Linked DNA regions of Zea mays: region 1 is linked to region 2. A link is a contact called in public Hi-C data. All regions are on one chromosome and are shown on one strand. Each heading gives the region's core, a stretch centred on a gene start, on an enhancer-like site or on the middle of the called end of the contact. The rest is flanking DNA. Distances are from core to core; before and after follow the strand shown.

Region 1 (3,737 bases), core at 46-2,545, 40 kb after region 2:
TAGTGGAACTTTGTAAAGGCCTCGTAGTGGATCCCTAGCCATTCACCTCGGTAGTGTCTAAGGGCCTAGCTAACCCTGGCGACATGGGAAACACGACTTGTGGGTAAAGGGTACAACCTCTGCAGAGTGTAAAACTGGTATACTAGCCGAGCTCACGGTCATGAGCGGCTCAGGACTCTCCGATGATTAATTTATGGGACTTAAATTCAATTTGTCATTTGCATATTCATGGGATTATTTATTAATTTTGTTCTATTACTTTTATTTAAGGTTTGGTATTTATTTACATCTAGTAATTGCTAATAAAATTTTGACCAACTTATAAAAGCAATGCTCAGCTTTAACCTCTACTGTTGATCAGCCTTACACTTCATGAACTCCCACCTTTGGTGAGTTCATGTCACATTATTCCCCACAACTTGTTGAGCGATGAACATGTGTGAGCTCACCCTTGCTGTCTCACACCCCCACAGGTCAAGATCAGGTACCACTGGTTGGCGCATGGTGGATGTTGCGCTGTGTTCGTGAGAGATCTAGGTCGTCGTCTCCCAGTTGACTTTCTCGCGCCAAGGATGTATTTTTAGATCCTGTTATATTTATCTTTTATTTTGTAAGTCTTCCGCTATGTAATAAGTACTCTGATTATTGTGACATTTATCTCTATACACTCTGTTATTATATATGTTGTCTTTTTTGGCGCATGTATGAGATGCATCTGGCTTTGTTCCTTAAAGCCGGGTGTGACACCATGTGGGTACGAGTATGTGTATGGACCTATATCTACGAGTGGATATAAGACGTATAATTTTTTTTGGTAAAGCCAAATGATCTAACCTATGGATATATACCCGTTGACATCCCTACTACCTAGCACCATGAAATACAGCTGTTAATGTTAATCGGTACTGATACGATAATCGACACCTACCTAAAGTATGAGGGTAACATATATAGATAATAAATTAGGATTGGGCCGTGGTTAGGGCCGGATCACGATCTACTACCAGGCCTAGGTGCATCCACAGGATCTTGTCAGGCTTCCGTCGATCAAGAGCGAGCCGTCCATCGTCTGCATTCAACCAGGAGCCGAGTCAAGCACCGGCCGACATGGCAGCTCCCGGATCCCGACAACCAGAGCCAGGATGCCAGGGACGAAGACAACAGAGAAGAGAGAGCAGAGCACAAACTAAGCCGAGCGACGAGTGATCGACGTGGAAGTGACGAGTCCACATCCATCGTGGGCCGAGGGGACTGAGGAGCAGCCGTGTCGGGCACCAACCCGCCAAGCCCTGCGCGTCCCCTCGTTTCATATTCGCCACTGCCAGGGCGACGGACGCCGACGCGAGATGCCATGGATCTAGCTTAGCATCTGCCGGCTTTAAACAATGGGGACCCGGTCGCCTGGCGCATGTGACGGTCGCGGCGTTCTGATCTGTTTCGTACATGGGAATGAGATGAGAGCGGTCAACTGATCATATCGGAGCCGTGGCGAGACTGGCTGCTAGTCAAGCCGCGTTTACAATTTGATTAATGCTCCGTTTAGATATTGATTGGAGGGTATGAAATTGAATTGAGTTTAATACCAAATCAACCATAATATTTAAATAAGATGTAATTCTAATTATATTATTTGGATTTTGCTGAATTAGAGATTGGAATTGTGTGGTCTAATTCCATGCAATATAGAAGGAAGACACTCTATATTGAAAGATGTAGTTTCTAGTTATAGTCTAATTCTAGAGAATTGGATCTCTAGTTCCAAATCTCGATTCTGTGTGCAACTAAATAACATAATTTAGGAAAACTGATTCTAATTCTTAATTCTATGCTACATTATCGTCATCCAAACATGCTATAAAGGAAAGTGGACAGAGGCGGAGCCAGGAAGAAGATATAAAGGGGGCCAAACAGCAACTGCCCCCTAATATACTATATACTATTTATTATATAGGTATGAAATCAATAGCACATATGTATATAGCAAGGAGAAATCACCAAATCCGCATTCATATAATTTAAAATTCAGCAAAAACTGTTAAAAGAACTCACATTTCATTTGAGTGCTACTCTACGTGCTTGAATTGCGTCGAAGTCATCTATAAGTTTATCCGTTGAAAATTGAATTGCTATCTCCTTCTCGATGTAAGTTATTAAGCAATTTCTCAAGAACTCATCTTCCATCCTACTTCGAAGCCTTGTCTTAACAAGTTTCATCGCAGAAAAGGCACGCTCTGTCGTTGCCGTTGACACCGGTAGAGTTAGAACAAGACGAATCAACCTGTTAAGGAAATGTGTGAGCTTTTTCTGTACCAATTAAAATCAACTAACTAAATTAAAGAGTAAATGGTATATAACCTGTCAATCAAATAATATTCATCCGATTTCCCAGTTTCTGCTAGTCGACGACAAAGATCAGCAATCGTTGTCAAATTCTGAAACTTAGAATTTGTAGGTACATCAAATTCATAATGTTGCAACTGAAGCCTTAAGGTACTTCTTTCTTGCTCGGAAAAACCAGCATGATAAAACTTTGAAGCAAGAGAGCAAACATCATCAATTTTCAATGAGATGAATAAATCCTTAGGATCCAAAGAAGCACATAATGTCAAAAGTTCTGTAACTTGTTCACTAAACCTGTGGTTTAGCTCATGTGCTTGTTGATTAACTGCGCTAGTGAAAATATCATATCTATAGTGATGCTCAACTGTGTTCTCATTCTCTGCACGAGATCGAATGTAGTCCGCATATAATTCAGTCATGTTTGGAACTATGATTTCGTGCTTGTTGCAAAATATTGTCACATCATTAATAAGTCTATCCCAACCATGGTCTCTCAGGTTCTGAATCAACCTTTTGGTAGTGGCAACATCATCGATAGCATTTACAATGTCTTGAGATTTGCGCTGTAACTTTTTGCAGAGTAAATCTGTGACCCCCATTAGTTCCTTCATAACATGCATAATAAATATAAAGTCAAATGATGTCATTAACTTAATAGCACCAGCAGCCTTTGCACGCCCCGCAGCTGTGGTTCCTGACCCTTTAGCAATAAAGATATCTTTTAGCACTAAGAATGTGGGCCTATAAAGCCGTACAAGGCTACAAATGGAATTATAATGAGAACTCCATCTAGTTTCACCAGGACGTTGCAAAGTTCCAATTTGATTAGCACCTCTTCCTGTTTCAATCTCGTTAAGCTCAATAAGGTGCTCTATTTCAGCAACTTGATTTGCACGCAGATCATCATTTCTCTTAGTAGAAGACACAACTGTGTTGACAATAAGAGCAAGATGTTCAAAAAATTATGAACTTCTGTTACCTCTTTAGATGCGGCTACAAGAGCTAGCTATAATTGATGAGCAAAGCAGTGAACATAATATGCATAAGGGCACTCTTCTGCAAACTTTGCCTGAAGTCCATTCCACTCTCCACGCATATTACTAGCACCATCATATCCTTGTCCACGAATATTTTGAACATCTAATTTATGATGTGACAAAACAAAGTCCAACTCCTTTTTAAGAGTGGTAGATGATGTATCATGAACATGAATAAGATCAAGAAAGCGCTCTCGAATGAAACCCCCTTTGTCAACAAACCGAACAACAAGTGCCATTTGTTCTCTTCTTGACTCATCCCGTGATTCATCAACAATCAAGCAAAATTTGGCATCACCAATTTCATCACGAATAGCTGTTTGCACATTAAAAGCAATAAGATCCAATATATGCTTCTGA
Region 2 (3,806 bases), core at 125-2,624:
TTCCACGTTTACTTACCTCTCCGTCCGTCGGTCCGCCCGCGCGCGTGACCGCATCATTGCGCCATCAGCCCGCCGAGCCGAACCGCCCCGTCGCCGCGCCGGACGACCAAGACCAAAGGCCACCGAACGCCATAATGGCGGGCAAGTACGAGTAGGAAGGAAGGGGTTATACACTCCCTGCCTGCTCCACTTCACTCCAGAGTCCAGACCTCTGAGCGCACGTCGTACTTGTACCGTTCGTTCGCGCCAGCAGCAGCCAGCCACCAGCGCCGGCGCCAGGCACGCGATGGGGTGCAAGGGGTCCAAGCTCGACGACCAGGAGGCCGTCGCGCTCTGCCGTGCCCGTGCCGAGCTGCTCGCCGCGGCCGTCCGCCACCGTTACGCGCTCGCGGACGCGCACGCGGCACTCGCGGACTCCATCGACTCGGTCGCCGCGCCGCTGCACCGCCTCCTCCGCCTGCAGGCCGAGTCGCCGGGGCTCACACTGCCCTCCGCGCGCAAGGGCGGCGGCGCGCCCGCGGACCGTTTGCCGCGGTCCTTCCGCCCGTCGTCCTCCGCGCCGCAGCCTGCCCACGGCCATTCCTCGCACCTCCAGTTCGGCGCGTCGCCCGGATCGGAGCCGCCATCGCCGGCAGAATCCCCTCCGCGCCGCGTACCCGAGCAGCTGCAGCACCCGCACCCGCACCACGCCGCGTACGGGTACGAGTACGACTACGCGACGCAGCCTGCGTACGCGTACCCGCCGACGCCGGCGGGCTCGCTGCAGTTCTACTACGCTCGCAGCCGCCCGCCCCCCGCGTCCGTCGCCGTCACGCAGCGCGTTCCGGGGCCGCCAGAGCGCGTAGTGCGCTTCGGCTCGTTCGACGCAGCGGGCGGCTACCCGCAGCAGTACGCCTACAGCGCCCAGCGGGCCCCGATCCCGCCTCCCGCTCCGGCCGCGCTGCAGCGGGCGGCTCCGCCTGCGCCGCCGAAGGCGAGCTCGTGGGACTTCCTCAACGTGTTCGAGAACTACGACTCGTACGAATACGACACGTACTACTACGACTCCGCCACGGCAGCTACTGCGGCCGCGGCGCCTTACACGCCGAGCCGGAGCTCGCGGGAGGTGCGCGAGGAGGAGGGCATCCCGGACCTCGAAGATGACGACGACGAAGACAGCGTGGTCGTGAACGAGGTGGCCGGGCAGTACTCAGCACCTGGGAGCGGCGGAGCCCGCAGCCGGCGCAGCTCGCTCGGCGGTGTCAGTGCCACCGCCGAGCTCGACCAGGCGGAGAATATTATCGACGTCATCGGTGAGTTACGGCGAAGGCCAACCGCACATGGTAATGTGTCGGTGCACGCTCCACCACCTCCCACGCGGAGGGCCGTCGACAAGGAGAATGTAGCTTGTGAAATCAAGGCACAGCTTGTCCGCACGGCCGAGGCGGCTAGGCAGCTCGCGCCAATGCTCGAAGTCGGGAGGCCAAGCTACCAAGGCCGCAGTGAGCTACTCCGTACATCTTATCTACTTCATGCCCAATTCGACTCGGATTGTCAGTAACTTGTGCACTTGATGCTTAATTCTTTGTTCAGCTTCCTCAAAGATGATGTCGGCTATCTCCGTGGCTCATTTGGGGTGCAAAGACATGGACGCCGTGGACGTCGGAGTGGTAGCGATGGTGGACTCGCAGAGCCTATCCTCGGCACTTGAGAAACTCTATTTCTGGGAGAGGAAGCTGTATGCTGAGGTCAAGGTATGGTCACCATCTTCTGATAAAGAGCTGTCCTTGTTTTTAAACTTATATTACAGTAGAACTGATCTATGAACTGGAGTCTGGAGCTATGATATTGTTGGTTTATGGAAATGTTCAATGGAAATTAAATGATAATGTTGTATGGTATACTGCAATCATGTCACTTCAATGTGTGTTGTTAGTTTTATGTTAGTCAGAATCCACATTAAACTATGCCTTAGTCTTAAACCATGATTAACCTCTACTAAACTAATTAATGGCGCTGGCCACCAACAGTACTTTGCTAAGCGAAGGTTAATGTTATTTTGACTTTTGCATATATGCAGCAAAATCCTTAACTTCATGCTTTTAAGAAAGGCAGACTGCTAAGTCTATGATTTGCAACCTAATATGTTTCTGACTAGTATTAACTGATTAGTTTTACTAACACAGTCGTTTGCTAGCAGTATTTTTTGTGTATAGTTCAGGTCATGGTCATGTTAACGAAGGGTCCAGTTAGAATAATACCCACCACGGAAAGTGGCTTTCTAGAAGCCCAACGGTCAGATTTGTAAGAACATGTCCCGTTAACCTTCTAAAATATTCTTCTGATCTGTATTAATGGAGAGTTATTGGGCCAACTAGTGGAACCTGGGAGAACAAGTGGATATATTTTGAGAAGCCATTTGCTTTCAGTTTTACATGTCACAGTAAATAGAACCGGTTCATTCAAAAACAGTAAATAGAACTATCTTTTGTTTATTTGAAACTGCAACCATCTTCTTGATTTGGACATGCCACATTATGAATTTATTTTGTATCATTGATTTTGATAATGTTATAGTTCAATAGATTATGTCCATACAGATTTTCAGTTTTTCACACTTACTCTCTTGTTTTTATAATAATGTTTTCTTTATCTCGGCTGATGTATTTCTCATGCAGGCCGAGGAGAAAATGCGCCTACTTATTTCCAAGAACTCCAAGCGACTGAAATTATTAGATCAAAAGGGTGCAGAGCCTCAAAAGATTGATGCAACTCGAAATTTGCTGAGAAAGCTTTCAACAAAGATAAGGATAGCTGTGCGCGTTATTGCCAAGATTTCAAGAAAAATAAACAAATTAAGGGATGAGGAATTGTGGCCGCAAGTTAACGCTTTGATCCAAGGGTATGCCCCTCTTTTAGCTCAAGGAGAGTGCTTATCTGTTGTTACTGTCCATGCTATTATTGCTGTTGTTGTATTACTACTATTCTTACTCTTAATATTACTATTACTACAACTTTTGTGTGTGTGTGTCCGGGGGGGGGGGGGGGTCCTAATCAGTGTCGGACAGACATACTGAATTGAATCTTTTATGCAATTGATAGTGAGTTGATGTATGCATTCGTGCAAACTGAATGGATTGAGAGGCAACCATAAACCTGGATTTGTAGGATTGTCTTGTCTGAGAGTTTTTGTATACCTAGTTGCAGGCTATATGTCAGATCATGTTAAGTGGTCTAGAATAAATTGAAAGATTTACTTGCTTTCTCCCTTTGGTTGCACCCTCTTTTGTATTGCTGGCCCCTACCTGAACAAATTATTGGCTATTTCCAGGTTTGTATTAATGTGGCAAGATAAATTGGACTCTTACCATAGACAGTGTCAAGTGATATCAGAAGCCAAAAACTGTACCTCGGTTCTGTCAGGTGAAAATGGGCAGGATTTGGTGTTGGAGCTTGAGGTAGAGCTGATCAAATGGATCATCAGTTTTTCCTCTTGGGTGAATTCACAAAGGAACTTTGTAAAGGCACTGAATGGATGGCTAGCACTCTGTCTTAACTACGAGCCTGAGGATAATACTGCTGGAGTTCCATCTTATTCACCGGGAAGCATGGGTGCTCCATTGGTTTTTGTTACCTGCAACAAATGGTCCCAAGCCATGGATCAGATTTCTGAGAAGGATGTGGTTAACGCCATGCAAGCTCTTGTGTCTAGCGTGCGGCACCTGTGGGAACAGGAGCATCTTGAGCAAAGCGAACAAATAATCTCAATCCGAGAAAGGGAAAAATGGATCAAATTTTTGGAGAGGAAGACCCAGGATATTAGTAAG

The links. Hi-C and Micro-C count contacts between places; a contact is called where the count stands out from the background.
Region 1: a Hi-C map of leaf shows a contact between it and region 2, with 2.4 times the contacts expected there. The contact joins the enhancer-like site here to the promoter of LOC100381838 in region 2. A contact is called at or near these places in 4 of 25 Hi-C or Micro-C datasets (ear and leaf).

What each region holds. Positions count from the first base shown.
Region 1 is chr2:19,077,161-19,080,897 of Zm-B73-REFERENCE-NAM-5.0, forward strand. No RefSeq gene overlaps it. Among protein-coding and RNA genes, the nearest start is that of LOC103646076, 9.3 kb to the right of the region's middle. Within about 2 kb of position 1,296, at least 14 of the 20 cell types and tissues checked have an H3K27ac peak or open chromatin away from gene starts, as enhancers often do. A contact at or near this core is called in ear and leaf, where this site is marked.
Region 2 is chr2:19,037,249-19,041,054 of Zm-B73-REFERENCE-NAM-5.0, forward strand. LOC100381838 reads left to right here and starts at 1,375. Exons shown (of 4, transcript NM_001174630.1): 1 at 1,375-1,481; 2 at 1,573-1,733; 3 at 2,658-2,881; 4 at 3,311-3,806. The coding sequence starts at 1,445.